7 separate regions of the Mus musculus genome follow, and regions 1, 3, 4, 5, 6 and 7 are each linked to region 2. A link is a contact called in public Hi-C, HiCAR-type, HiChIP or PLAC-seq and promoter capture Hi-C data. All regions are on one chromosome and are shown on one strand. The core of a region is the stretch at or near the end of the contact, and the rest is flanking DNA. Distances in the headings are between cores, read along the strand shown.

What was found. Promoter capture Hi-C pulls out the DNA fragments that hold promoters and counts their contacts. A called contact is a pair of places that touch in the nucleus more often than the background predicts. HiCAR-type assays count read pairs that join an accessible place to other places. HiChIP or PLAC-seq counts read pairs in DNA pulled down with a chosen protein or histone mark.
Region 1: a contact with region 2 is called in a promoter capture Hi-C map of neutrophils, with 7 times the contacts expected there. The contact joins the enhancer-like site here to the promoter of Top2b in region 2. A contact is called at or near these places in 4 of 39 promoter capture datasets (hippocampal neurons, liver, neutrophils and 1 more), 5 of 115 datasets of contacts at active chromatin or transcription factors (acute myeloid leukemia, astrocytes, large pre-B cells and 1 more) and 1 of 9 other capture datasets (liver).
Region 3: a promoter capture Hi-C map of hippocampal neurons shows a contact between it and region 2, with 4 times the contacts expected there. The contact joins the enhancer-like site here to the promoter of Top2b in region 2. A contact is called at or near these places in 6 of 39 promoter capture datasets (the 3T3-L1 cell line, the C10 cell line, cranial neural crest and 3 more), 4 of 484 Hi-C or Micro-C datasets (embryonic fibroblasts, embryonic stem cells and regulatory T cells), 8 of 115 datasets of contacts at active chromatin or transcription factors (T-cell acute lymphoblastic leukemia, VIP interneurons, differentiating embryonic stem cells and 5 more) and 2 of 9 other capture datasets (adipose tissue and liver).
Region 4: a contact with region 2 is called in a HiCAR-type map of astrocytes, with 8 times the contacts expected there. The contact joins the promoter of Slc4a7 here to the promoter of Top2b in region 2. A contact is called at or near these places in 9 of 39 promoter capture datasets (the C10 cell line, cranial neural crest, hippocampal neurons and 6 more), 11 of 484 Hi-C or Micro-C datasets (B cells, CD4 T cells, cerebellum and 5 more), 7 of 115 datasets of contacts at active chromatin or transcription factors (astrocytes, double positive thymocytes, large pre-B cells and 4 more) and 2 of 9 other capture datasets (adipose tissue and liver).
Region 5: a Hi-C map of stem cell-derived neural stem cells shows a contact between it and region 2, with 2.4 times the contacts expected there. The contact joins the enhancer-like site here to the promoter of Top2b in region 2. A contact is called at or near these places in 9 of 39 promoter capture datasets (the 3T3-L1 cell line, the C10 cell line, cranial neural crest and 5 more), 5 of 484 Hi-C or Micro-C datasets (adipose-derived mesenchymal stem cells, cerebellar granule neurons, cerebellum and 2 more) and 8 of 115 datasets of contacts at active chromatin or transcription factors (SST interneurons, astrocytes, embryonic forebrain and 5 more).
Region 6: a contact with region 2 is called in an H3K27ac HiChIP or PLAC-seq map of double positive thymocytes, with 13 times the contacts expected there. The contact joins the enhancer-like site here to the promoter of Top2b in region 2. A contact is called at or near these places in 14 of 39 promoter capture datasets (the 3T3-L1 cell line, 3T3-L1-derived adipocytes, the C10 cell line and 8 more), 2 of 15 datasets of contacts at CTCF or cohesin (large pre-B cells and pro-B cells), 29 of 484 Hi-C or Micro-C datasets (the Ba/F3 cell line, the C10 cell line, CD4 T cells and 20 more), 14 of 115 datasets of contacts at active chromatin or transcription factors (VIP interneurons, astrocytes, differentiating embryonic stem cells and 10 more) and 2 of 9 other capture datasets (adipose tissue and liver).
Region 7: a promoter capture Hi-C map of pre-B cells shows a contact between it and region 2. The contact joins the enhancer-like site here to the promoter of Top2b in region 2. A contact is called at or near these places in 6 of 39 promoter capture datasets (the 3T3-L1 cell line, the C10 cell line, liver and 3 more), 1 of 484 Hi-C or Micro-C datasets (B cells), 3 of 115 datasets of contacts at active chromatin or transcription factors (forebrain, large pre-B cells and stem cell-derived neural progenitor cells) and 1 of 9 other capture datasets (adipose tissue).

The regions. Positions count from the first base shown.
Region 1 is chr14:14,798,649-14,802,879 of GRCm38.p6, reverse strand. Slc4a7 (solute carrier family 4, sodium bicarbonate cotransporter, member 7) reads right to left here. Exons shown (of 26, transcript NM_001360504.1): 26 at 2,937-4,231. Among named protein-coding and RNA genes, the nearest start is that of Nek10, 20 kb to the left of the region's middle. Within about 2 kb of position 1,914, at least 42 of the 459 cell types and tissues checked have an H3K27ac peak or open chromatin away from gene starts, as enhancers often do. A contact at or near this core is called in acute myeloid leukemia and neutrophils, where this site is marked.
Region 2 is chr14:16,362,807-16,367,027 of GRCm38.p6, reverse strand. Top2b (topoisomerase (DNA) II beta) reads right to left here and starts at 1,822. Exons shown (of 36, transcript NM_009409.2): 1 at 1,302-1,822. The coding sequence starts at 1,349.
Region 3 is chr14:14,841,825-14,845,480 of GRCm38.p6, reverse strand. Nek10 (NIMA (never in mitosis gene a)- related kinase 10) reads right to left here. Exons shown (of 35, transcript NM_001195229.1): 7 at 2,617-2,695; 8 at 1,567-1,634. Among named protein-coding and RNA genes, the nearest start is that of Nek10, 23 kb to the right of the region's middle. Within about 2 kb of position 2,245, at least 32 of the 459 cell types and tissues checked have an H3K27ac peak or open chromatin away from gene starts, as enhancers often do. A contact at or near this core is called in hippocampal neurons, where this site is marked.
Region 4 is chr14:14,701,552-14,705,432 of GRCm38.p6, reverse strand. It overlaps Slc4a7 (solute carrier family 4, sodium bicarbonate cotransporter, member 7), which reads right to left and starts at 2,408. Exons shown (of 26, transcript NM_001360504.1): 1 at 2,153-2,408. The coding sequence starts at 2,200.
Region 5 is chr14:14,983,443-14,987,470 of GRCm38.p6, reverse strand. Nek10 (NIMA (never in mitosis gene a)- related kinase 10) reads right to left here. Exons shown (of 35, transcript NM_001195229.1): 31 at 694-804. Among named protein-coding and RNA genes, the nearest start is that of Gm46441, 42 kb to the left of the region's middle. Within about 2 kb of position 2,005, at least 15 of the 459 cell types and tissues checked have an H3K27ac peak or open chromatin away from gene starts, as enhancers often do. A contact at or near this core is called in stem cell-derived neural stem cells, where this site is marked.
Region 6 is chr14:14,862,114-14,865,883 of GRCm38.p6, reverse strand. It overlaps Nek10 (NIMA (never in mitosis gene a)- related kinase 10), which reads right to left. Exons shown (of 35, transcript NM_001195229.1): 19 at 2,383-2,428; 20 at 370-491; 21 at 149-251. Among named protein-coding and RNA genes, the nearest start is that of Nek10, 43 kb to the right of the region's middle. Within about 2 kb of position 1,728, at least 64 of the 459 cell types and tissues checked have an H3K27ac peak or open chromatin away from gene starts, as enhancers often do. A contact at or near this core is called in brain, cerebellum, cortical neurons and 10 more, where this site is marked.
Region 7 is chr14:14,684,129-14,688,275 of GRCm38.p6, reverse strand. No RefSeq gene overlaps it. Among named protein-coding and RNA genes, the nearest start is that of Slc4a7, 17 kb to the left of the region's middle. Within about 2 kb of position 1,910, at least 56 of the 459 cell types and tissues checked have an H3K27ac peak or open chromatin away from gene starts, as enhancers often do. A contact at or near this core is called in B cells, adipose tissue and pre-B cells, where this site is marked.

The DNA.
Region 1 (4,231 bases), core at 665-3,164, 1.6 Mb after region 2:
TAGAGATAAAACCCAAGGCTGTGATATTGACAACACCCTTGGGCACAGGGCCCTACCGACCTAAGTATGTATAATACTTAAGCAGGTTTTATGTAGTTAATCAGAGTGAAGGTAGCAGTTGTTAAATAGCCACAGTTGGTTTACAAAAGGTAAAATAAAGTTTTTGATTTAGTCAAGAGTCTCTAGGATACCTGCTAGGGTATCTCAGCAGAAGCAAGAGGGCCAGGAATTCAAAGCTAGCCTGGACTACATGAAATAGTACCTCAAAAAATTAAATCAGCAGGGACTAATATCCAATATATATAAAGAACTCAAGAAGGTGGACTACAGAAAATCAATTAACCCCATTAAAAAATAGGGCTCAGAGCTAAACAAAGAATTCTCACCTGAGGAATACCGAATGGCAGAGAAGCACCTGAAAAAATGTTCAACATCCTTAATCATCAGGGAAATGCTAATCAAAACAACCCTGAGATTCCACCTCATACCAGTCAGAATGGCTAAGATCAAAAATTCAAGTGACAGCAGATGCTGTCCAGGATGTGGAGAAAGAGGAACACTCCTCCATTGTTGGTGGGATTACAAGCTTGTACAACCACTCTGGAAATCAGTTTGGCGGTTCCTCAGAAAATTGGACATAGTACTACCGGAGGATCCTGCAATACCTCTCCTGGGCATGTATCCAGAAGATGTCCCAATAGGTAAGAAGGACACCTGCTCCATTATGTTCATAGCAGCCTTATTTATAATAGCCAGAAGCTGGAAAGAACCCAGATGCCCCTCAACAAAGGAATGATACAGAAAATGTGGTACATTTACACAATGGAGTACTACTCAGCTATTAAAAAGAATGAATTTATGAAATTCCTAGGCAAATGGATGGACCTGGAGGGCATCATCCTGAGTGAGGTAACCCAATCACAAAGGAATTCACACAATATGTACTGATAAGTGGATATTAGCCCAGAAACTTAGGATACCCAAGATATAAGATACAATTTGCTAAACGCATGAAACTCAAGAAGAAGGAAGACCAAAGTGTGGACACTGCCCCTTCTTAGAATTGGGAACAAAACACCCTTGGAAGGAGTTACAGAGACAAAGTTAGGGGCTGTGACAAAAGGATGGACCATCTAGAGACTGCCATATCCGGGGATCCATCCCACAATCAGCTTCCAACACCATTGCATACACTAGCAAGATTTTGCTGAAAGGACCCAGATATAGCTCTCTCTTGTGAGACTATGCAGGGGCCTAGCAAATACAGAAGTGGATGCTCACAGTCAGCTATTGGATAGATCACAGGGCCCCCAATGGAGGAGCTAGAGAAAGTACCCAAGGAGCTAAAGGGATCTGCAACCCTATAGGTGGAACAACATTATGAACTACCCAGTACACAGGAGCTCTTGATTCTAGCTGCGTATATATCAAAAGATGGCCTAGTCGGCCATCACTGGAAAGAGAGGCACATTGGACTTGCAAACTTTATATGCCCCAGTACAGGGGAACACCAGGGACAAAAAGTGGGAGTGGGTGGGTAGGGGAGTGGGGGGGGGGAGGGTATGGGGGACTTTTGGGATAGCATTGGAAATGTAAATGAGGAAAATACCTAATAAAATATTTAAAAAAATTAAACCAGGACAAAAATCAAGTAAGAATTTAAAAGTACAGTTGTATACCGGAAATGAAGCACAGCACTGAACTTCAGAACATAAAACCTCAAGGCTGTTGCTTCCGACTAACAGCCAAAGAAGTCATGGAGTAGCATACAAAGTATTTTTGTAAACCCTAACTACCAAGCAGGAAGTCACTGTGAGAAGCTGAAGATTGACTTTGTCTTCTGTAGGATATCAAATGTGCTTCCTATTTTCTACTTCTCCATAAACTAAGTGTAATACTTTGCTTTCTTTTGCTCCATAAGGCAGTATGACACCCTGGCTCTGGATGACAGATGGTTACTCCAAACATAAGGCTCCAGCATGCACTGTGCACTAAGCATCCATGACCCCACAGACGCTCCACTGTAAGGGTAACTATGGGGGCTGAGCCATGCTTCATTATCTTGTAATACAGTTCAATCCTAGGAGACTTACCCATTTTATGTTGTTGTTTCTTTCCTTTACTATCTTGAAATGAATGTCTAAACTACGCCAAGTAAAATGCATTGAGTCCTAAGAATAGCATAAAGTAAGAAAAGACTGGAGAGTAGGCTCAGTGGTTGAAAACATTTGCAGAGGTCAGAATGCAGTTAGTCAATGAAGACCTTTACGTGGGCCATGGAGGGAAAAAGCAGAAGCACAAACTGTTTTGCAAGCACTGGAAATGAGAAAGACAAGACTGACAAGAGAACTCACCGTAGATCAGGGAGGCAGTAAGCACTACCACAAGAAACAGCCCTAAGCGAAGGATCCCCCTCCTGGTAAACAACAGTCACAATAGTCCTATGTGTGGCAAGTGTAAACTACCTCTCCCAAGTGTAACTGAACTTTCCAAAGCTATATTGTTCTTCATCTCACCCCATGGCTTAACAATTTTACAATGAGACACAAGAAGTTCTTCATATGAAAAACAGGAGCGAAGTCAATCCAAGTCAAAATAAAATTAGTCAAGAAAAACGGGCCTTGAGCAGAGAGATGAGTGTTATCAAGAAAATGTTAACACACCACAGGGTAAAGTTTCTACGTTTAAAACAGAAAGCAAAGTTGGACCGGCATTTAAAATAAACATTACCTTCAACATTTCCCAACTATAAAAAACATTTTTTTCTTCTCTTCCCCCCCCTTCCTCCCTCCCTTCCCGGCCTCTCTCTCTTCCCCCTCTTACACAAGAGCTGGGTGCAGGAGGCAGAAGCCACTCACTTTCCGTTCTCCAGCCTCAGCTTAAACAAAAAACATTTGCAGCACTCCTAACAACAAGGTAAAAAACAACAGCCAAGGCCGTGATATGTAGACTTTTATTGCTCTTTCAACTTACAATAACATCTACAGAAAATAGTTTTCTCTAACAATTAGGAAACAAATGTGAAAGGCAGGATGGTTCACATTATAGACTCAGGTAGAGACTTGTACTTCATATAGATGAAAAATATCAGGTCTACAATTTGTTTAATTGACTTTGGATTTTATTATAAAAGAAAATACCATCGCAATTATAAATGTCATAAAAATTGTAATTGTATTGAGAAGTTACACCAAGGTATCAAATATTATATAAATGGACAATAAATTTAAAATTTAATTTAAGCCTAACATAGTAAACATTGGAAGACACCTTACCCCTACAAAGCCAAAACCAAAGGAGCAAAAGAAAAGCTACAGAACAGAAACAATCAATGTGCAAAAAATGATTAGAAACCAGAGAACTGGGGCTTACCCTCTAAGTACATACAGGTTAAAAATGTAAAACAATCTTTATGTGATTCCTTTTGACCATTTACTTTCCAGAAAGTTAAAAGAGACCTTACAATGATCACATCTTATGATTAGAACACTATTTTAAAAGTTGAATGCAGCTTGGCTTTAAATTTACTTTCTAAAAATAAATAATTGTTGGGACTAAATGAAGACAGTTCATGTATTTGCACTACAAATGATAACAATGATGGAATCTACATAAATAAATTTCAGACATGTAAGTTACTTAAATAAACACTCTGAATTACAATGTTCTTTTAATGGCTCACATATCTGACTCTGTCAGGACACACATGCAGAGCTGCACACACTGCTCAAACTTCAGAAAGCTCTGGCATCACACCTCACTGTCAGAGACCATTCTTCTTTCTGAACAATTTTGAACGTGCCTTTGTGAAAGGAAAGCCAGAAAGCGTATACTCAAGCCAAGCCTTCCAGCATGTGGAAGAAACAAACACTTTGGGGATGAAAACAAGAGTTAGTGATTCTCAGCAGTAAACAAATCTTTATAAATACATGCATTAACACACAAAAACATTTCATCCTACATGTCTTAGAGAAAGCTTGGCAAATCTGAACATTGGTATGCCACGAGTTTTAAAAAAGTTAAGAGAGTTAAGAGTGATTTCATACACATACACAAACACTCACACAATATTTTAAAGACCTTGTACTTTAACTTTTGCATATCTAATATTATTAAAAATATATATAGAATCAACCCTTTAGCATTGGGAAGCTAGTTTACTGTTTTCTCAAAAGCTCCTACTTTAGATTGAAATAGCAATAGAAAGGAAATAAGTATCAGATAGTTTACA
Region 2 (4,221 bases), core at 573-3,072:
CCCATATGGACGGTCACAATTTTCTGATGCTGTCTTCTGGTGTGTGAAGTACATGTAGACAAAAGCACTCATATACATAAATAAATCTTAAAAAGAAATATTTGCCATTGTGGAACCAAGTTACAGACAAACTTCTCAGATGTCAGTGCTTCACAATTACCAGTGACACTGGCATATGATCACACATGTTCAGATGTTTAGTTTTAGTATCCGATAAGGGACAGTAATTTCAATCATTCTTTTCATGGACACTTATCCACTACCTTACTATCTAACTTTTCTTCTCCACGCTCGCCTTCTATACTGTCTAGAAGTACGTATGTCTGGAGATTTGAAGATAAGTACCTGGCAAGTTACACTGTAAAGTATCTTCTCGAGGCCCTGCAAATGCTGAAACTGTTTTTCTGCTCTTCATAGAAACATCCTTTTTATAAACAACACTTGTCGATAGAAACGACTGCTACCCCAGCCTCATCGAAACCTCAACCAAACAAAGAAAACAAGGAACAAAAATGCCAACCAATACCAAAGTTCCTTAGTGTGTTCAAAAGGCGGGGAACTAGGATCCTCTGGAAGGGATGTGTTAAAGTCCCTGAAATGTGTAAATTTTCTGTCCAAGCTGCTGGCCTCATCTACTAAGTCCGGTGTTTTGTTTGGGAAATGACCCTGGTCTGAACTCAGTGCTGAGTAAGTGAAATGCTGGAGTTATCGATCTGTCCTGGGAGCCGCGTTCCAACTGCTCCCGCTGCACTTGCTAAGTCCACCTCCCTCCAGGAACTGAGCTCTGCAATCCTCCAAGTTCAGGCTTAAGCACCCCCTCACCTCCGAGGGACACCCCTGGGCCCCCACACGGTGTACACGGGAGGCTGACGTAAGTAAACTCTTCTTTTAATCCCGCGGGCGGTCTCTAGCCTGCTGTCAAAGTCGTCCCAAATACCCTCTCTGCGGAATGAGCCTTTTCTGGGGAGGCGCAACCCGCAGTGACCATTCAAGTGCACATTCCTCTGGGACAGGCCGCCGGAAGCCGTAGCATACCGGGCACTATTTTCTGGTGCTGCACTTATGGAGGGTTGGCCCGGAGGCTCGCATTATCGCGGTCCCCCCACTCTCGGTGTGCACCCTGAAGTTTCCGGTGAGCATTGTTCAGCAGCCTGAGCCTTGGTGGAGGCGAAAGCAGAGAGAAAGGGCACACGGGGCTAGGCCCCGACTGCAGCCTGACAGGGCGCCCGCCGCACCACGCTCTCACCCCGCCCGCGTCGCCCGCGGCCCACGAACAATGCGCCCGCCCGCGCCGCACTCACCACCCAGGTCAGCGCCCCGTCAGAGCCCGCGAGGCTGGACTTGGCCATGGCAGCGCCTCCCGTGCAGGCCAGGGGCTGCTCGCGCTCCGGGGACGCCGGGCCCGCCGCTCGCACTGACCGCTGCGCGCAGCACTCCTAGCCGCGCCCCATCGCGGGCCCGAGCCGCTGAGGAGGCCGCGCTGCCCGCCGCCCTCAAACTCGAGCGCGGCGCCCGGGCCTACAGAGTGGTCGAGGACTAGGAAGGGCTGGCGATGCGGCGCGGCCTTCCGGGACCCACGCGGGCGATTGGGATCGCGGATGAGGGACGAGGTTGAAGCGGGCCGGCTAGGACTCGCGAGCCAGAGCCCTGACAGGAATGAGCCGCTGCTTCTCCTCAAGCCACCGAAGCCGCAGAGTCCTCGCCGCGGTCGCCGCAGCCTCAAAGGCCGCCACTGCCTCAAAACCGCCCAAGCGGCGTCTGAACCGGTCCTCCGGAGCACAGTCCAAGAGGGACAATAAACAGAGCCGCCGTGGTGGCCTCCCTTTAGTCCGGCATAACACGGCACACACAGGCGCGCTCCGGGAGGGGGAGGGTGCGGTGGTCACCGGCTGTCAGTCAACCATGGATCGTCCAATCACAGCCTTGTCACTACAGTACTTCGACCAATCCCAAAATTTCAGGCCCCTAGGGGGGCGGGACCCGAGGGGAAAACGTCATTGCGGGTAGCAACTGAGAGGCAGACTTGGGTTTTTTGTTTGTGTCTGAGAGAGAGTGTAAGGGAGAGCGAGGCGAGTGAATGGGGTTTCCGTCAGAAGGGAGAGCAGGCGGCTGTCAAGAGTCATTCCGGGGCATCCAAAGGAGCCGGGAGTCCTGGGACAAGGGCTGTGGAAACCTCCGGACTGTGTCCTGCAGACTTGCCGCGAGGCCGCGGGGGGAGCGGGAGCGGGGGGGGGGGGGGGGAGGGTTGGGGGCAGGGAGGCAGGAAGCCCTAGCCGCCCCCAGGGACTGGGCCCCGGAGGGAGCTAGCGAACTGCAGACGGGACCGTGCGCCGCCTAGAGCAGCCGGACCCCGCGCTCAGGCCCCAGGTTGCTGCTGCATCCGCCCGACCCCCGACCGACCGTCTCTCTGCCTTGCCCCTAAACAGGGCAAGCGGTCTTCAGTGCCACCAGTTAGGGAACTTGGGGTGCTAAGAGTGCCCAGAGAACGTTCCCGGGAAGGAATGCGAACGGGTCAGGACTCCCTTTTCTGGCTACAGACCTTTCCTCCCAACAATGCAGACAGGTCCCTGTCACTTCTCAGCTTTCAGGTACACATCATGAAATAGACTTTTTTCGTGTGGAAGCTTTCTAAGAATAAAATTTGCAACGCCAAAGCTTTTGGCAGATGGAAGAGCTCTTGACTTCACCCAGCCTGTAAATGGAATTGCATTCAACAAGTTCTCTTTGGGCATACTCCCAGCCATGCTCTGTCAGGCGTGGCAATGGGTTTAAAGGGACAACAGCCTCCTCCGACGTCAATCTTCCAAGAGTGACTAACAGGAGGACACCACACCGAAGAACTTTACCCAGCTAGAGCTAACAACTTTCTGTGAAAGTATTTCCTTGAGTCTCTCCGGCAGCTGAGTGCTTCCCTTAAGGGAAACTTTGGGGTCACACCTCTCAATCGCTGCTGCATTCTGAATCCAAGTGGGGAGCTCTGAAACACGGAAATCATTTCAATGTAGTTCTTAATTAGCTCTCTGGAGACCGTGGAATTTCAGTTTATTTGGGGATTCTGACTAAGAACACCAAAACCTTTCTTTACTTTGAATCTAGTGTTAAAGCTTATAAAGCGCTAGGCAGGATCTAAGCTGGGCTGCGCCCCTGACTCTAAAGCACCACAGTCATGTTACCAGCTTTCCCAAGTCCATCATCGGGCCTTCTTACCTGGGGACTTATACTCATTTATGTATTGTGACTTTACATCCCTAAGTACCCAAATACTTCATGTTAGAAAACAGATGATTTTAAAGGTTGGGAATTTTACAGATAAATGTATGTATGCTTATATAAAAGCCAAGCTGTCCCTTTCTCTGATTTTGAGAGGTCTTGCTGTAGCTTAGGCTGACCTTGAACCCTTGATCCTTTATCTCAGGCTCCCAATCGCTGGGATTCCACGAATAACCACCATATTCAGCTCTTGTCTTCTTTTTAAAACATCATTTTAAAAACTCTTAAGCTTCAAATTTTGAACCCAAAATCCAAATAGTTAATTAGTAAAATTCATCTCCCTCTGATGCACTGTTTAAAAGTCATTGGCTTTATAAGTGTAAATAAACTTTTCTAATTATTGTTACTAACCTAGGGGCTGGAGAGATGGCTCAGAGGTTAAAAGAACTTGTTCCTCCTCCAGAGGACCCTGGTTCAGTTCCCAATACCCACGTAATAGCTCAAGACTTTTTTGTAACTCTAGTCCAAAGGATCCAATGGCCTCTCTGGCCTTCTTGAGCACAAGGCACACAAATGGTGCACAGATATACACACAGGCAAAACAATTGTATACATAGTTTTTTTTTTTAATTCAGTACACAAAATTAAATGAGCAAATGAATATTTTAAAGCAGACATTTGTGACAATTAGGTAAATCCCAACTGCTGAAAGACTTTTTATAATAAAACCAGTTGCTCAAAATTTGACCACAGAGTTTCCATCAAGAATACTGTTCAGTAAGTGTATCGTAAGCAGAGATCCTGAGTCAGACCCATGCAGGTTCTCTGGCTGTTGGTTCAGTCTCTGTGAATTCCTGTGGGCCCAGGTTAGGTGATCCTGTAGGTTTTCTTGTTGTGTCCCCCTCTTCCCCCTACAACCCTTACCTTATTTCTTCTTGTGGGACACCCAACAGTGGTAGTGGAGGGGGTGTCTCTGACATTTTTGCCTGCTTTTGGGATGATTTTCCTCCT
Region 3 (3,656 bases), core at 996-3,495, 1.5 Mb after region 2:
ATGCAATTACCAAAGTCCCAGGAGCTTCTTGAATATTGTGTACTCTTCCTAAAAATCACAGACACTGATCTTTTGCTTTTTTTTTTTCTGGATTCTGTTCTTTTGCTCAATTAAAAAATGTGTGTGTACACCAGTAGAATATATATATATATATATATATATATATATATATATATATATATATATATATATAATTACTTGTATTTTTCTTCCCAATGTTACCCACGTAAACCCTTGAACCAGTGGTTCTCACTCTTCCTAATGTTATAACCCCTTAATTCAGTTCCTCATGTTGTGGTGACATAAAATTACTTCCTCACTACTTCATAAGTATAATTATGCCACTGCTATGAACTGTAATGTGAATATCTGATACTCAGAATATCTGATATGCAACCCCTGTGAAAGGGTCTTTTGACCATCAAAGGGGCCACAACCCACAGATTGCAAACCACTGAAAACATAACCTTTTTATAACTAGGACCAAATTGCTTAATCCATCATGCCTTTCCTTGGAGAAGAATGCCTTCATTGAATCCCCATTAATGTAAATGCTCTTTCTCCAATTTTTCAGACCACAGACTCCTGTCCCCCACTACTTTCTTGCCAAACATCCTAGTGTCAGAGCTGTGAAAGCTCTGCGGGGATGCGGGGATGCACTTTTGTTTTCATCCCATGGATCCCTTTACACTTCCTTATGCTGAAGTTAGCATCTCTCTTGGACTCCTCCTTGATCTCCACCACTGTGTGATATGGTTCACAAACTTCAATTCTACAAACATCCTTTTCAAAATTGTTGCTAAGCCAACTTAACACCTTAATGTTATTGTTTTGTCAGATTGTAAGCAACATCAATAAAATCACTGTCTGTTAAAGTGAAAACTACTGTGTGTCACCTAAACTCTCTCCCAGAAGCATAAGACCACAAGCAGCACAAGTTAGGCATTCCTGAGATAGGAGGACTCAACAGGTTATTGAAATCAGCTCTACACATCTGCCTGTTAAATGTCTGTTACCACTAAACCAACATTCATGTATTTTACGGTACACACTGACATGTGGGTGTGTGTGTGTGTGTGTATGGTGGTGGGGGAGGGGTGTTCCTGGGAATACAGAGTCCAGGACCCAAGGTCTTTCTCTGAACTGCATCTTTAGCACCTTAAAATGAATACTTAATCCATAGCTTACAATACCATACCACCTTGTGAGTCTGCATCCCATAAATTGCTATATTCAATTATCTCTGACTTACAGAAAATGCTGATTTCATATTATTCTAATTATAAAACCTTACAATACAGATGGATTTCGCTTTAACATTAAAGTTAAGTGATGCACTCAGCTGGAGTAGAATTGAAAAGTAAAAACCTTCATATGCTGCACCATTTATTGATTCCTTGTGTTGGTAAAGAACATAAGAAGATAAGTAGAGAAGCCATTTTAGGCTGGGTGCATAGTCTTACGACTTATAATGACATGTAGCTTGAGTATTAAGCTCTGAACTTGGAGAGCGACTGATGACACACAGGGCCATGTAGAACCTCAGCACTCTAGGGGCCCACTCACCTTGTGGGCTCCACTTGCAGTAACCCATTCTCTTTGGTCTTTCACAGCAGCAAGTTTTTGAAAAATATCTATTAAAGAAAGAAATCATTCAAAGGGAGATCGAGAAACAGCTGTCATGAAACTCTGGCTCCTCAGAAGTGACAGGAAAGAGAAGAACGAGAGAGTGGGAGCAGAGACCCACAAAAGGAATAGTGGAGGACAGGGCTGCCTAGTTCAACTCTAGAAGCTCACCTAGTATAGTAAATCTGCAAATAGCACAAAAGCAAACTCCCCGTGCATTTAAAGTTGAACAGGTTCCTGAACCTTATTTATTACAAGGTCATGGCATGGACTTAAAAGACCCTACTCATTATTCCAGCTTACAAAGAGATGGGAGGCCAGGCAGAACATAAGACCTGCACCGAGAAAGCTGTCCTCAAAGGAACATCCTGGTGCCCAGCATCTCCCCTGCCCCTAAGAGCCACCGTAGGCCCAACCAGCAAAGCATGAGAAACCAGTCTATCCACACAAGTACAATGGGCTTGTGCTGGCACCCAAAGCAGCAGGAATCCTGTGGCTGACCACACCTAGAGGGACTGCAAGGGGGAGGGGTGGGTGAAGGGCAATAGGAGAGAGAAGGAAGAGAAACTGGTCAAGCTTTCTGAGGAAGCCAGAAGAATGTCTGAGATGTCTCACACCCTGGCCACAGCTTCCACATTGCTGTTTTCAGGGGAGATTCTCAGTTTTCCTTTTCATGTTGTGGGTAGTCTACATTATATGAGCTAGGCATAATTATTACCCAATTTTAGAAGCAAAAATCCCTGGTTCTGACATTTTCACAGAAATCAAAAGGTTTTCTTTCAATGTCACAACAGATGTCGCTTTTATGAAAGACTTCTTCCTTGAAACAAATATGCTTGCCAAAGAAAGAGCTGCCATGGGGAGATGTGGGGACATGTGATACCATTGGCACAAAGGCACACACCATGTGAGTGGAACAATAATAAGAGCAGCAGGTGTTCTTTCTCCCAAGTCCACGAGATTCTTTGGGTGCCTGGCAACAATGCTTACACGTCATATTGACCAGCTTGTCCACACAGTGCTGCTCCTCAGCGTAGCCCAGGTACTCGTTGGCCACGATCTCCATGTACTGCATGAAAGACCAACCCAATAAGCCAGTCAGAAAGCCAGCACCAAAAGTACATAGGAAACAAGAGTGCAGGTCTTAGGATGAGCCTAGGATGGCAGAGAGGTAAGTAAGAACTGCTCAGTACTCCTGGGCCTGTGGCACTCAAGGGTGGGACACAGGACTTAGTGATTCATGGTTTCTTCCTGAATGCCCCCAAAGTTGAAAGAATTCTGAAAGCTCTCAAAAATCCCAGAATGACTTGAACTGAATAGTTTCACGGTGCATCTTATATAAGATATACATAGTAACCTGATTCTTTGATTCACCTTGCAGCAAAATGTTTAAGAAATAGGCTCAGAGAAGCATAGACAGTGTGAATGCTTATGTTAAAGTGGTGATGTCCTTTACAATATATGGACATGGACTTCACTCAGTGAGGTACATCTTCAGTTAGATTTCTCTTTAAAAACTAAACAAGGGGGCTAGAGAGATGGCTAAGAATACTGGCTGCTCTTCCAGAGGTCCCGAGTTCATTTTCCAGCAATATGGTGGCTCACAGCCATCTGTAATAGAATCTGATTCCCTCTTCTGTGTGTGTGTCTGTTCTAACGCAGATCACTCATATACATATAAACAAACAAACAAACAAATAAACATTTTAAACACTGAGCATGAATCACCTTCCCAGGATTTAAGGTGACTCTGTTCAGTCTCCATAGCTGTGACAAACACTGAGAGAAACAATTTAAAGAAAGTGAGGCAGAGAAAAAATGCTCAATTCATGGTAGCATAGAGAATGGTAGGAAGGGGCTGGAGCAGGCATCTTTCTGTGGCCCCTTCTTCTTCCAGCTCAGTCCTGCCTCAAGGTTCCCACTGACTCTCCATATAGCAGCACAGTTGGGCACCAAGTATCAACACAGGAGACTGTAGGGAAATTTTGTATTCAAAGGTAACATTTCCACTAGGCATGATCTTCTATTAA
Region 4 (3,881 bases), core at 1,159-3,658, 1.7 Mb after region 2:
AATACTAAATTATGAGAGATGGGCTCCATCTACAAAGTAATATAAGTGGCCTCCAACATAACGGCTACTCAAATATTTTTGCATAATTATAAACTTAAGGTGGTATATAAATATGAATTTTAGTCAACTCTTTTGGCTAGGCCAGTCTATTGTGAAGTAAAAGTTGCAACTGAGCGCTAGACATAGTGGCTCATGCCTATAATGCAAGCACTAGTGTGGCTAAAACAGAAGGATTGTAGCAAGGTTGAGGCCTGCTTGGGGACGATGTGGGTTCCTGTCTAGAAAGAAAGAAAGAAAGAAAGAAAGAAAGAAAGTAAGTTAGTTATAATTGACAAACATCACAGTATCTCATTTTTATGTTTTCACTTACCAAAGTAAAGTGAGCATGTTTCCACCTTCCAAAAAGCAGAACGCTCTCCACTATTTTAACCTATTGTCACTGCTGCTTCCAGACTAGAAGCAATTTTATTTCTGTATTATAATTTATTTTGTATTGCTGTTTTGCTTGCATGTATGTCTGTATGAAGGTGTATCTCCCCTGGAAGAGGAAGTACAAACAGTTGTAAGCTGCCAAGTGGGTGCTGGGAAATGAACCTGGGTCCTATGAAAGAGCAGCCAATGATCTTAACAACAGAGCCGTTTCTCCAGCCCCTTATTTCTATTATTACTTTCTGTAAGTTTATTATTGCCAAGTTTTATTCTCCCAAAGACTTAGGGTGTATGACCTTCCAAAATACTCTCCTATCATGGTACTAATACCAGAACTGAGTTCCTTGCCATCTGTTTGTCCCCTATCCTGTCCCTTATTGTAGACACACACCCACACCCCTCTGAATGAAGCTTCTATCGGAAAAAAGTGCTTCTACTCTGGACACTACAGAATAAGTTCTCAATAAGCTACTGCACAGAATGCATGCATGGATGGATGGATGGATGGATGGATGAATGGATGGATGGACGGATGAATGGCAATAGCCTTACTGTGTATGACGACTTCTGCCTAAATAGACTGTGATAGAGAATACAACATTTTTACCCAGGTTTATGAAAACTGATACTGTTTACTGTTCAGCTGAAAATGTGCAAATAAGGTTAAGAACAAGCAACAGTGTATTTGACAGATAGTCTTGGAGAAGGTCCTGAAGGTTCATTCAAAGGCCATAAAAAGAATCCTAAGGAGTTTCCAGTACTTCATCACTGTGACCCATCAAACCCATAACCACTACAGAACTTCACAGTCTTAAGACCGAAGTTTTCCTTTATATTTAAAGAGTTTATATTTGAATACTGTGAAGTAATGAATGATCACCGCCCACGGCCTCCACAATAACTTTTAAAGTAACGAGAGGAGGGAGCCTTAAGGAAAATTCTACCAAAAAAAAAAAAAAAAAAAAAAAAAAACCGGCAAAATGTCCTTTTCCTTGTTTTGAAAAGACTGGAAAATTCATCCCTGCAACCTTCCCTCCCATTTCACTGGTCAGAGTAAAAATTGGAAGTAGGAAAATTAGTACCACCACATCCTTTGAGTCAGAGACTCTGAAAGGAGAAAGCAGTTTCTTCTGTAGGGCACATACACGTTCCTGTTTCTAGAGAACGGGCCACTTGTGTGCCCCCCGCCCCCTCCCCCGTTTAAATGAGAGCCCAGTTTCTGCGCGTCCCAAGTCCGCCCTTACTCAGGCTGCTTGCACTGGGAAAGCGGGATCGGCTGGACTGGGGACGCGCGGCGCAGAGCACTGGGGTCTCTCTCGGTCCATTCTCTTTCTATGGAGCCCGGAGGAGGACACTGCACTCACGGTGCTTCTCCTGGGCCTGCGACCCAACACGCCACAGAGCGCCGGCCCCGACGGCCGGTCCCGACTCCGGCCACAGGCTGAAGGCGGCGGCGGCGGCAGGAACAGCAGCCTGGGCTGAAGGACGGCAGCGTCCACGCGGCGGGAGAACACGGCTCCCGGAGCCGCGCGTCTGAGAGCCGGGCACTGCGGCGGCGGACACGCGTCCTCGGGAGAGGCGTCCCCGAGGGCTCGAAGCCGGCCGTCCCCTGCGACCCCCGCCACACAAAGGCGACGGCGGCGCGCGGCCGCCAGCATAGGCCGCCGGCAGCCCCGCCGCGACGCCGCCTTTGTCTGCGGGCCTCGGCCTCCCCGCTCCTTACCCGCGTGAGTAGCGGTCTCATCTGCTCGCCGGCCCCGTCTGCCTCCATGGCCCGCCCCGGAGCTCTGAGAGGCCGCGACCGCAGCAGAGACGGGCACGCGGAGGGAGACCCTGTGCGGAGCGCTGGCCGCCGAGAGCTGGCCCCGGAGTGCGGCGACCGCTGCGAGCGCGGGACGTTCTCCGGGAGAGAGAGGCAACGGCGTGCCGCGAGGACTGAGACGGGCAGAGGACGCGGCGCGGAGGAGGCAGCGGCGCCCGGGCGGGGGCGGGGCGGGGGGCGGGGCTGGGGGGCGGGGGCGGGGGCGGGGGCGGGGCGCGCTCCGGCACGCCCCCCCCGGAGCACGCCCCCTGCCTGTTAGGCACCAGGTCCGGCGTCGAGCGACCGCCTCCAGTGGCTAAGGGGCTTGGAGGTAGGGCGGAGACAAAAGAAGACAGACATTCGTATCAGCCAATCAGCAGCTCGGAAGGGTCTGTCGCCTCCCCCGCCCCCCAGGTCAGTTTCCCGGAGGCCCCGCCCCTCTTTGTAAAGACTTAATTGACCGAGGCTGAGAGTGGAACTCGGTTTTTCGAATCGGAAGTTCTACAGACTTTCGAAGTGGAATGGGGTCATCACCCCATTCAGCTCCTCACCACGTGTTTTACAAGCAGGAGAGAAACAGGACGACGCCAGATTCATTCTCTGCCTCTGCAAGTTTCTCTCCTAGAGGTAACTCTATCGTGGACCCTGTAAAAGAGGGGATACATTTAGCAACTTGCCTAGTGCACTCCCTGCACTGGCCTAGTTCCACAACCTGTCCCACTCTTGGGTCGACCCTATAGGTAGGGTGCTTGTCTACTATCTACCTGGGTGTGGAGGTGATGGTCTCCATCACAAATGGACATTGAAGGATTAAATACATTTCTGTCCCTCTGTGAAGGTGTGTCACTTGTGGTGTGCTTATCACTATTGTTAACAGGTTGTTGATAAAGACAATAAAAGAGCCGGGCAGTGGTGCCGCACGCCTTTAATCCCAGCACTTGGGAGGCAGAGGCAGGAGGATTTCTGAGTTCTAGGCTAGCCTGGTCTACAGAGTGAGTTCCAGAACAGCCAGGGCTACACAGAGAAACCCTGTCTCAAGAAAAAAAAAAAAAAAAAGACAATAAAAGGTTGAGCTGAGAAAATCTAAATTCGATTATGAAAGGAAATACTTATCATCAGGTCAAGACTCATCCCTAACCCATTATCAATAAATAGCAAAGTGTACTGGGTACTGCTTTGGGTCCCAGACCCCTCCTGGCTTTGTTCTAAATTTCCCAGAGAGGTACAGGGCAGGCTCACACACGACTGTCCAAGAACAGGTGTGCTTCCATTAATAACAGCTACCATTTGAAAAGATCTAGAATTACAGACAGTGACATTTTGCAAATATGGCCCCTCTTTAATCCACACAATACTATAAAGTATATTTGTGTGTGATTTGACTGTGTCCCCTAAAAAACTGTATTGGAAACTTAATCCCCAATGCAATGGTGTTGGGTATTTAGGACACAAGGCCTTTAGGAGTTCATGAGCACATTATAAACCATGGGTCTGGAACTGCAAAGGTGTCCCTTGCTCTCTCACAAATGTCCATCAGACCTTCTGCTCTCAGATTCGGGTAGACAGGAAGAAGTCTCTCTCATGAAATGCAGTCCTCCCACCATCTTCAGAGCTGTGAGAATTTTTTTTTCTTTATAAATTACTCAGATTA
Region 5 (4,028 bases), core at 756-3,255, 1.4 Mb after region 2:
CTCAGAGAAGGAATCCAACACAATACTATCACTTAAGGATATGAGGGCATTTAAGGAGGAGAGGAGGAGAAGAGATTGGGGGATCAAATTATCTCCAACAAGGTAGCTAGACTTTCCTCATACTGGGTCCTTCAGGGACAAGACAGAGGGTTTATATGACTTCTAGGACAAAGTGGGTTTCCTGTCTCCAACTCATGTCACCATAGGTAAACAACTTTCTTCCCATTTGTTATAACAATTTAGATTCTGCGTGTGTGAAGAGAAACTTTTGTTGTACCCAAATATGGAAAGGCTGCAGAATGTTGAAGATAGGAGGGCTAAGTTCATTCTGTCCCCATAGATGATTAAAATGGTGGCTTTGCATGGTCAAGTGATGGTTTCAGGTAGAAAATGCAATTTAGGGGGCTCACTGAATAACCTTCTCCAAAATACTGGGACAGATGCTTCAAAGGCAGGCTGCAATATACATATTTTAAAATTAAAGACATTTATTCTTACGCAAACATGTAGTTACAAGGAAAGAGCTGTATCAGCCAGCCACCTGGAGCTAATAGCCACAAAAAGAAGCATGGGAAACAGGGAAGGTGGACCCATTTGGTTGAGCATTACCCTTTAACAGTAGGCAAAGATCAGGGAGCAGGGTTGGGATGAAGACATCTCTCATGGATAGGTGTCTACATGGAGAACACATACCTTCTTAATTTCAGATTTCAGGTTACATGGGTTGCTCTGCTGACTGAACAGGGACTTCTTGAATCTCTCTATAACCCTTCTCTTCAGATCATGGTGCAGAGCTGGAGGGAGCTGCAGAAAGCAAGAGGACAGCCATTACAACCAACTCCTCCACAGTGCATCAGCCCCTACAGGAAGCACTTATATGGGGCCAGCACAACAGTACATCCTCAAAACCTAAGGAGGACTCTGAGTTAGCAAATTATATGCTATAGTTTTCATCCTCTGCATAGAGGAGTGGCTCTGCTTTTTTATCTTGTCACAGTCACCCTTACTGATACCACTCTCACATAACAGCTATGCACATGCACATTCCATTTAGTAAAGCGCACCCTTGACAAGGGAGGTACATTCTATTCATGTGTAGGCGTCTGTCACATGCCGGAACCACACCAAGCACCTAAGTGACAGCCTTCAGAAGATCTGATACTTTGGACCAGGAAACACAAAATCTTGACAGCTATGTGTCGGCCTGTGTGTCTTCCTGTAACAGTTCCGCTAGACAGAAACAAAATCCTAGGGGCCACCATTCCCAGGAGAGCATGGATTGGCATGCATTATGACCTCGATAGGATGCTGTGGACTGCATACATATATAGGCAGTCACAGCAGAGTCTCAGAAAAGGGGATTTAAAACAACCACCCAATTGCAGGGCTTGGCAGGCAGGAATTGCATGGGAAATCAGAGTTCTGGTGGCACAGAGGGTGAGGTGAAGTCTGGGAGAAGAATACCACAAAAGAAGTAGGATCAGAATTATCAGGGGTCTCCATCTCAATAAGCTTTTTTTTTTTTTATAGCTAAACATTAAAAGGAAGAGCTGAGGAGAGAGGTGGGTTGGGGTGAAACAAGTGCTCCCAATTAAAAAGAAAAAAAAAAAAGAAAGAAAACTATAAACTCCAACCAAATGATGACCCAGACAGGCAGGGACACTGCAGAGATGATCAAACTCAGCTCTGCTTCACCACCTGGGACTTCAGTTGGGTTACTACCTTGTAACTATCTGGAACCAATAAAAATATGTGTACCACCATGAAGGAAGTCTGATTCAAAGCCCTCCAAATTCACGATTATTCTTGCCTTTCACATGGACTAACAGAGGAATATGTAAGGCGAAGAAGACAATGAAGTTTTTAGCATTGGTCTCTTTGCAAGGGAAGGGGTGGAGCCCTGAGAGGATGGAGACCCAGCCTAGAAAGACAGGACTTGGTGATTCCCTATTGTTTCCTGCCAGAAGGCGCCACCTCCCTGAAGCAAACAGCAGAGGGCAGTGGTGCGCTAGGTCCCGTTAGCAACCTCCCAGCTTTACTGCAGCCGTCTGTGAAAGGAAGGGCCTCACATCCTGCTGGCCACAAAGGCATATTGAAGATGTGGTCACCAGTGGACTCAGCCTAACACTGGAAGGCATCAGAATAACTGTCACAGAGATCTTGACAAGTCTTGCTATTTATTTAACTTGATAAGTCTCTGGTTAACTTGGAGGATCGTCTATTGCCCCTGAATTCAATGGAAGAAACACTTGAGCTCACTCCAGTAAGCTCACATCCCTAAGATAGGCAGTGCAAGCAAGCTACCGTGTCTCAGTGAGATAAATACTGTTAGCACAGTGTCCCATCCATCAATCTTTCAGTAAGAATTGAAAACTACGTAAAATGGTGATGGCTCATTTATATATGAAGTACGTATAACAACATAGTCAGTATAAAATCAGAACCAAAACGCACAGCTCATGCTTGCCAGATACTGTGAGCACTCCTTTGTGCTTGCATTCTTGCAACTCTCCCACAGCAAACTTGCAAAGCAGGTTCTGTTCCTAGGTAAGTAAAGGATGGGTCACACACCTTCCTTTTGAGGTGTGTTTGTATCAGCCTTATCCCTAAGCCAACACCACTAGCACAGGGCTGCCATACTGTACCTCACAGCTTATAAACATTCTTATGGACTCATTACATCTGACACACACACAGCCTGCAAGAACGCCCATTTTCTTGAAAAAGAAAATGGTTCTAGAAAAGATAATATGTTCTTCAGTTCAAACCTGGAAATGGTTTTTCTTGTACCACACAAAGTAATTTTAAAAAAAAAAAAAGAAGAAGAAGAAGAAGAAGAAGAAGAAGAAGAAATCCTGGTCGGCATGTCTTCTCAAACTTACATCAATATGAATTCTTTCCAAAACCCTGCATTCCCTACCTAGTTATATATTAGCAAGGCACCAGCAATTTGCAGGGCTCCACTGGATAAATAGTAGACCAAAATAGCACTCTATTCTATTTTGACATTTTACTGCTTAACATTTTCCCCCAAATGTTAAAAGCAAATGTTCTAAGATTACCATTTAAAGAAATAAAATCTCACACTTCTCTTAAAATTTAGAGTCCCTAAAACCAGATTTGGTAGGAGAAATGGAGTCATGCTTTGTACTGCTGCTGCATAACACAGTATGGCTGCCTGAGAGCCTGGGGGGCATCTGCTGCTGCTGCTGCATAACACAGTGTGGCTGCCTGAGAGCCTGGGGGACATCTGCTGCTGCTGCATAACACAGTGTGGCTGCCTGAGAGCCTGGGGGACATCTGCTGCTGCAGCATAACACAGTGTGGCCGCCTGAGAGCCTGGGGGACATCTGCTGCTGCAGCATAACACAGTGTGGCTGCCTGAGAGCCTGGGGGACATCTGCTGCTGCATAACACAGTGTGGCTGCCTGAGAGCCTGGGGGACATCTGCTGCTGCAGCATAACACAGTGTGGCCGCCTGAGAGCCTGGGGGACATCTGCTGCTGCAGCATAACACAGTGTGGCTGCCTGAGAGCCTGGGGGACATCTGCTGCTGCTGCTGCTGCATAACACAGTGTGGCTGCCTGAGAGCCTGGGGGACATCTGCTGCTGCTGCTGCTGCTAGCACCCCAGTGATGGGCAATCCTCCCCAGTCTTCCTATCTCTTCTCGTGGATACAGATGTATTGTAATTTTTTAAGTTGTTAGATGATGACTTCAAAGCATTTGTTTAACAAACTAAATAAAGTATAGTAGAGAATTAAAGCCACTCAGATTCCTTCAGCTCTGAGGGTCTTACCTATGCAATAACTACAAAGTAACATTTGAGCATTAATCTCCAGCTGCTCAAAGACACTGATTTCCAGCATCTGAGATGAAGTACTCATTGCCTTCTTAGCATGCTGGCATTAAGACTGTCTTTGCAGGTTAAGATGTACAATTGAAATAAGAAGTCTAACATCCTGACTTGTAGAACTATTACCACGAGATGAGTTTTGCAGGTATGTCTGTGAAACTGACATGTTATGT
Region 6 (3,770 bases), core at 479-2,978, 1.5 Mb after region 2:
TTACTCACTCCACTGGACAACTCAGAGAAAACATTTCCATCTATGCCAAAAGTTCTACTGACAAGCACCACCACTCTGAAATGGGGTGCATTTCTCAACTGACATTCAGAACTTCTTCAGTTAAAAAGTTGAAGACTTTTATACTTACTAACTGTCACTTTGTCCTTATCTCCCAGCATAATGTTGTTTGGCGTGAGATCTCTGTGAACAATCCTCTTCTCCTTGTGCAGATACCGAAGAGCTAAGCACAGCTTGAAACAAGAATGGAAGCAAATTTGATTCCTGCCATATACGTAACCAACAGTGTATCTCTAAGGTAGCTCAGAACTTTGTTGTATAAAGAAAATTTCAATGAAGGGTGTAGTGTACCTGTATAAATATTTTCCACAGTCGCTCTTCACTGAAATGGTGATGTTTTTCCTTCAAAGAATTAAAGTGCTCTCCAAGTGGGGCTCCTTCTATCAGCTCCATAACGATATACAACCTGTCATCTATGCAAAAGCAAAAAGGAGTCACAGAAATGTAAAGTCAGTATAAAGCCCTGGAAAACCTTCACAAATTAGAACCCGGGCTTTCCAAGGAGTGTTGGAGCACAAAACGGAAAACTTAGTGTCAGGATCCACTGAATGCTGGCAGAGCACAGAGCTGCCCTTGGGGCAGTCACAGCCTAGCAGCAACTTCCTCTGACTCCAGACTTTCTCCTCTCTGGCAAGCATAATCATTTTCTGCTTATACCATAGAATGCCTGAACCATGTCAAAGACAGTAAGCCAACTGTCTCAAGTCACGAGGCCTGCCTCTTAGTACCTCGGATCAAATAAGACGTTCAGAAAACCGCATTATAAATTGCATTTTGTATGGTGACATAGATTATGTCATACAAACTTACCCACGGATCACGCTATGATGTTGCAATAACACAGACTAAAGCACCTACCCATGACAGAGATTACTGCTAGGCCCCTCTCGAGTAGAGAGACCTGGACTCTGATTTTATGTTAGGGTTTACAAGGGTTTAGCACTGTTTGGGTTTTTGGTTTTCTTGTTGCTGTTTTTGTTCTCTGAATACACTCCTTTAAAGCCAATTTGAACTACTAATAATGATATGTGACATGTGTCTTTTCTGACTGTTGGACATACACAAAATACACACATACACAATCTGCCTGCAAAGGACAGACATCTCCCATCCTGCCCACTGGCTTCTCCACCAGTCTCACACTGCAGCATGAATGTAAGCACACTGTTCTTCCTGTTGCCTTTCACAGGATTGCAAAAATGAATAAACCATATAGCATCTCTCTTACGGACATTTATAGATTCCCAAGTTTCACCATTCCAAGAAATACATATTGCCTGCACTATGCTTAGCTGTTTGTTTTCATTTTCTCAAATTATAGTCTTCTTCATCATAGTTTATAACTTGGTAATATTATACATATTTTAAGTTTCCTTCAATTTATTTTGGAAGTCGTCAGGTTAAGTGTTTTGTTTTTGTAATGACTTGTACTTACTTCAGTCTAAGTCAGGAACTAAATCTGATAGCTTTAATTACAGGAATAATCCCGATATTAAGAACTAGCACGTAAGGAGGAAGGAGTCCATCTAAATCACTTAAAGAAGGGAAATGGGTAAAAACATAGCAATTGAGCTGCATACAGAACAGCTTCTGTTTAGTATTGAGACAGGGTCTCTCTATGCAGCCATGCCCAGCCTGAAACTCACTATGTAGATCAGGTTGTCCTCAAACACACACAGTCGGCCTCTGCCTCTCAAGTGCTGGGATTAAAGGACTGAGTCACCATGCCCGGCTAATACTTCAGGATTTTATGCTACAGATGGTTAAGTTCAATACTTCCTTCACTTGTAAACAAGCGACTGAGTTTGGCTTTGTTTGACTGTGCTCTCCATCCCACAAGCAGGAAACAAGCCAGCCAGCCTGCAGGCTCAGCCAGGACTCTGGCGCCACCTGGTGGCATCTACTGAAATTTGTGAGAAAAAAAAAAAAAAACCTTGAAGGCGGAGTCCAATCCATTTTATTAGGGGTGGAAAATGCCACTAGATGCTGCTGTGAGCTTGCAAAAAGAAAAATAAAACATCATGCTTTAGTTCTCTTTTCTCTTTTTCTTCTACAGTTCCTTTTCTGTACAATAATTTAATTATTTTTGTTTATTCACACTGTGCCTCTATATAATACAGATCAAAATATTTTAAGTATTCTCAGGTCATCAATTAAAAAATTATTTTACTGCTTAAGAAAGCAATGCCTAATAATAAAAGCCAGTAGAAAATAGCTGAATGGGTTTATTTTCTGCCAACATAATATAAATGTATATAAATAACAAACATATGTTTCCTTACTTAGAAAGCAATTCATACTTACTTTCCAAAAATGTTTTATAATAACGTACAACATTGGGATGATAAAGCTGTAAGAAAACAAATAGCAAACACTTATCAGACTCTTCAAAACACAAGCTTTTGTACACTGAAGTTTCATCTAAGACTGCCAGCTGCCATTTAAGGTTTTAAATGACTTTTTTAAGTTAATGAAAGAGACAGTGTCCTCCATGCCTTTGTGAACCAGGCTAGAAGATGCTGCACTTCCTAATGGGCAGTGGACAGGTTTAGGACTGATCAGTTCCTTAACGATTCCCTTAGCATGCTCTGCCCCAGGGTTGGGCCTCAGCTACACAGGGAGGGAGAAAGTTCTAAAAAAGAAAAATGGTGTAAAATGTCTCCAACTATTTATTTAGAATGTAGTTTCTAGGTAAAGTGTCTTGTTTCAGAGGAATTGCCATGATGTCTATAAATGGTTTGTGCCTCTGAGTGTCCCTCTGAGTGGGGCCCACGTAGCTGCTACTCACACCAACCCAGCGGTCTCAGGGTTATCAGCAGCAGAGTAGCCAGGATGTGGCTTCCCAGGCAGCAGTGACATTTGTCTGTCCCTCAGCCCTGGAAGTGTCCTTTCTGCTGCTTTTCCCACTTGGGATGGGAAGGTGTCACCAGCAGTTGCATGGAACAGGGAATAATGCCAACTTGTGCCATTCTCTAAGCCTGGTAGTTCGAAGCCTCTGTGCTGTGCTCATTGTCACCTCTTAGCAGACAGGGTCTCTCACTCCCGTACCTATGGCTTCTGTATTCCATGACATCCTTCTTTTTGGTTCAGGTGGCTCCCACAGGAGGGACAATCTTCAGTGACATCAAAATCTAAACTGTGGCACCCTGATTGGCCTCTTCTGGACCCTTTTTCTTAGGAAACGCACTTAAACAAATTAGCACCCAAATCAACTAGCAAGTGGGGACAGGATGAGTTTCTGAACGGATGGGATGGCTTCTTGCGATCTAATCCATTAGTGGTGACTTTTGTTGTAACTTAGTGATGTCAAACTATAGGTTTCAATGAATAAAGACCATGTTTGTGACACCAAGCAAACATGACTGCAGGGCGCAGTGAGGCTGGCAGCTTCCTAGAACTTAGAAACAGAAATGCACAAACAAGGAGAGCTGGGAAAGGAACCAGCATCTTCTCGGATTACAGAAAGAATTCCCATTTCTCGCCTGCGCTCCGTTTTCCTCCAATACTCCTTCATAATGACAGCTAATTGAGCGATTATGTCACATATTCATGATAATAAAAATAACCCAGAAGACAGTGGGGCCCACCCCTAATCTCAGCACTTAGGACAGGGAGCCAGGAAAGGGGGGGGCGGGTCCTGAAGGTCAGTCTGTACTACAGAGCAGGGCTAAGACCAGCCTAGACTACACAAG
Region 7 (4,147 bases), core at 661-3,160, 1.7 Mb after region 2:
TATTTTGATCATGTTTTTTTCCTGTCCCAACTTCTCCCAGTGCATCCCCACTCCCTACCCCCTACCCACTCAACTTTATGTTCTCTCTGTGTCTTAGAAATAAATAAATAAATAAGAATAAAAAATAAAAATAATAGAAAGAAAACCTCCAAAAAAGCACAAAAATGAAAATCAAACAGGCAGAAGACCAATAAGACCAAAAAAAAAAAAAAAATCCAAAAATACAACTGAGTTCCTTTAGTGTTGCCTGATTATCCCTGGGCAGCCAGCCTTGCCCTGAAGTGTGACTGATATGCCCAGTGATACTCCATTGGAGAAAATTGATTTTTCTCTTGCTGGAGTATATCAATTTCAAGTAGTTTCTTGGTTAGGAGTGGGCACCCATATTCATTTCCTGCTTGGCTTACACGTGTGCACATCTTGTATGCTTCACCAAAGCCTAGATATTTAATTCAGCACATATAAATTGTACAAAATAGTGGCCTTCCTGATACTTCTGTCCCTAGCTCCCACACACGTTGTTTATTATATTCACACATCTGTTGTCTTCTCTTGTTCCTCGCTTTCTCATCCACTGCTCTCCCCCCACTTCTGCTTTCGTAGCCTTTAAAAACAAATCACTTTACATATGAGAGAAATCATGTGAAAAGTATCTTTCTGAGCTTGGGATATCACACTAGACATGATCTCCAGTTCCATCAATTTTTCAGCAGCTGATCACTTCCTTCTTCCTTGTGGCAGAATAATAGTCCATTGTGTACATGTAACACATTTGCTTTGTCCACTGGTTGATAGACATGTGGGTTGGTCCCATAGCTTGCCTATCGTGAACAGAGCCATGATAAGAACCAGTCACACCCCTCTCTATAAAAGAACTTACTCTGCAAAACAAATAAAATAAGCCTAAGAGTGTATCAGCTGAACAAATCTTCAGATGGACTAGAAGTCAAATATCAAGACGTGGGTTTCCATTCCCCATAAAAGTGGGGGGTGGGGAGGGGAGTAGAGGTGGGACGCTTTGTGCCTGTGTTTCCTCTTCAGTCCCTTGGGTAGAATAGCAGAGAGGAGCAGAGAATGCTTGGGAGACAGTATTATGATGCATTCAGTGAGCTGTGCAGAATGATCTACCAAAGTTTAACAAGTCCTGAGTAGACTTTCAAGTGCAATAGAAGTGGCTGGTAATTTCAAAATTAATTTGGCAATAATGAATCTTCAGGTATTAGTTGAACAGTTGACCAAAGAGTGATCTAGGTCTCCTAATGAAATAAACAAGAAAGCAAGAAATACCCTGGCCAGTAAAATGGATATGATAATAATAATAACAATAATAACAGTATAAACAAAAAATGTAGCTGCAACCACATTACCAGAGAGGAAAGCATCCTTATTTACTTACTCAGGCAGCGTTCTGAGGGAGGAAAGAGGAAAGCTTGTCTGCTGACTGTGCTGCTGCAAGCCGAGTCAAGGGTTTGAAAACAAACCCTTCAGGAAGTAAGCCAATTAAAGCATCATTTCCTCAGATGTTGAAGTTCGTAAACAAAATTTGACAAAAAATGTAAATAACACTTTAGATTTTTACATCCTCTAAAGTAGTAGAAATAATTGATGTCCTGTGGTAAAAATGAACCAAGAGCTCTCTCGCACACACAAACACACCTGCCCCATGTTGCCTCCCCTTGCATACCTTGCCAACATTGTGACCTGAAAAGTGGCAGAGGTCCTTTTTCTTCCCCTTTTGTTGAGCAGTAAATGCCAGATGGAGCTTTGTGAGCACTGAGTAACACCCTTGGCATGAAATCCACCGGGAAACTTTCCACGTTGCTATTGCCTCCCTTTCGATGCTTGTGGGCCAAATGACCGGCAAGAGGAAACTGTCTCTGTGGCCGCTCATGCACAGCCCTGGGTACCTAGTGAAGCTAGCAATAACTTCCCGTTCTTCCCTGTCCTTACTCCAGACACCATGCTTCAACTCAGCGTGGGTTGGTTCCTCTAGTTCCTCAGGATTCATGTGGTAACCTCAGAGGATACAAGCCAATCTCCATGTCAAAACAAGCAAGGACTTACCATTGTCATGATGGAGAGGGAGTAGGCAGGTCTTGGCCTGCATCTTCTAGGTATCCTATGCAAGCTTCAGACTGCTGGTATCTACCTCCATCAGAGACCACTTCCCTAAACTCAGGAAGATGTCTCTCCCTGTGCTTAAAGCAGGCTTGAGTTTAGGCCACCCAGCAGTGGCTCTTGGCATGACAGAAAATTCTTAGAATGGGTTTCAAAGCCAGGACCACTAAGATCTCTCTCTCTCTCTCTCTCTCTCTCTCTCTCTCTCTCCCTCCCTCCCTCCCTCCCTCCCTCCCTCCCTCCCTCCCTCCCTCTCTCTCTCTCTCTCTCTCTCCTTACCCCCACAAGCTTTTTTTCACTTTTAGAAATGCAATAATAAGCCAAGACTCAGATTTGTTAAATGTAGTAATTTCACAGCATCTGAATTCTTTTTACAGCTTCTCTATGCTCTTGACTTGTTCAGCTGAATGGATGAGCTCTGCTGTAAACAGTTTTAAAGAATGAGTCTCCAATCATTTTTAATGCATTTTGAAGGTTCCACCTCTGAGTCACTGCTCACAGGTGTTTTTCGTAGTTAATCGTGGTAGCAGTGACCTTGGCTCCTCTAATCTCTATATTCAATTAGAATACACAATATGAACTGTGGCCCAGGATTAAGAAACAAAACTGATTTTTTTGAGACAGGATCTTATTACACAGACTAACTTCCAGTTGGTCCCCAGAGTGGTGTGACTATGGCACCATACCACTATGTTTTAGTTTTAGTTAATTTTCATTTTATTCTGTACTTTTTCCTTACTACAATGTTTTTTTTTCTGTAATTTTTTTGTTTATTTCTCCTTTTTTTTCTGAGTGACAAAGTGAATGTTAATACTTTTTTTTTAGTTCCTCACAGATTAATGAACTCTTCTTTGCCTGATAGTTCATAATTCGCATCCTTTCCAGAAACTGTCTGGAGTTGGAGAAAGCCACCTTGATAAAGATCACAGAATTTCCAGGGGACTGCAGTAACTCCAGAGGCCTGGGCCCTGCCTCAGTCTGAAGGGCTGTCCTGCACAGCAGCAATGTCCTTCCTTGTCACAGTGCTGCTTCTGAGAGTTCAAACCATGGAACTTCTGCAGAAAAATCTGAGTCTGGATTCCAGGAATGTTCCTAGAACTTCTAAATAAAATGAAAGGACCAAGACAGGTAGAACGTGCTGAGACTGAGGCTTGGTGGTACAGCTCCTGCTGAGTGGTTTCGAGGCCCAGGGCTCTATCCTGGCATTGCACAGAAAGGGAGAAAAAAGAGGAAATGAAAATAAAAGTGTTTTCATCTTCGGCTGTAGCTATTGCTCAGTGGTAGAGTTTATGCTGTATTTGCTTAGCATGTATGAGGTGCTAGCTTTGACCCCCACATACATAGCTGTCAGCTATGTCTCTCTTCAAGTCGTATATAAAAATGGTGTCATAAAAATCAAGAGATACCATGCATATTTGTCTATTTTACTAACAAAAACTTAGGAGAGAAATAAAATACATATGTATTTGCTTGACACACAAAATAAATGTAACGGCCCCTCAAGTAGGAAAGGAAATTCACGGGTGTTTCTTGAATTTTTTATTACTTTTTTTTAAATAATAAAGTGCCATTTACACTCATCTCATAATTGAAAGATTATGATGCCTTTTAAGTACAAATAATTGTGAAGATTTTTTTGGACTGAAACATTTCACCTCTCTCTGTCTCTCTGTCTCTGTCTCTGTCTCTCTGTCTCTGTCTCTCTCTCTCTCTCTCTCTCTCTCTCTCTCTCTCTCTCTCTCTTGTGTGTGTGTGTGTGTGTGTGTCTTACATTTGGAAGCTAGAGGCCAATGTCATTCCCTCAATGACTAATTATTCACCTTTATTTTCTTTGGACAGAACCTGGAAATGACTGATTCAGCTATGCTGTCTGGCCAGGACACTCCAGGGATCCTATTTCCACCTTCCCAGCACTGAGATTGTAGACTTTTACCACAATGCTCAGCTTTTGTCCATGGATTCTGGGACCCAGCAGATCCTAATGCAGGCATGCTAAACACTCTACCAACTAAGCCATCTCTTCAGCCCC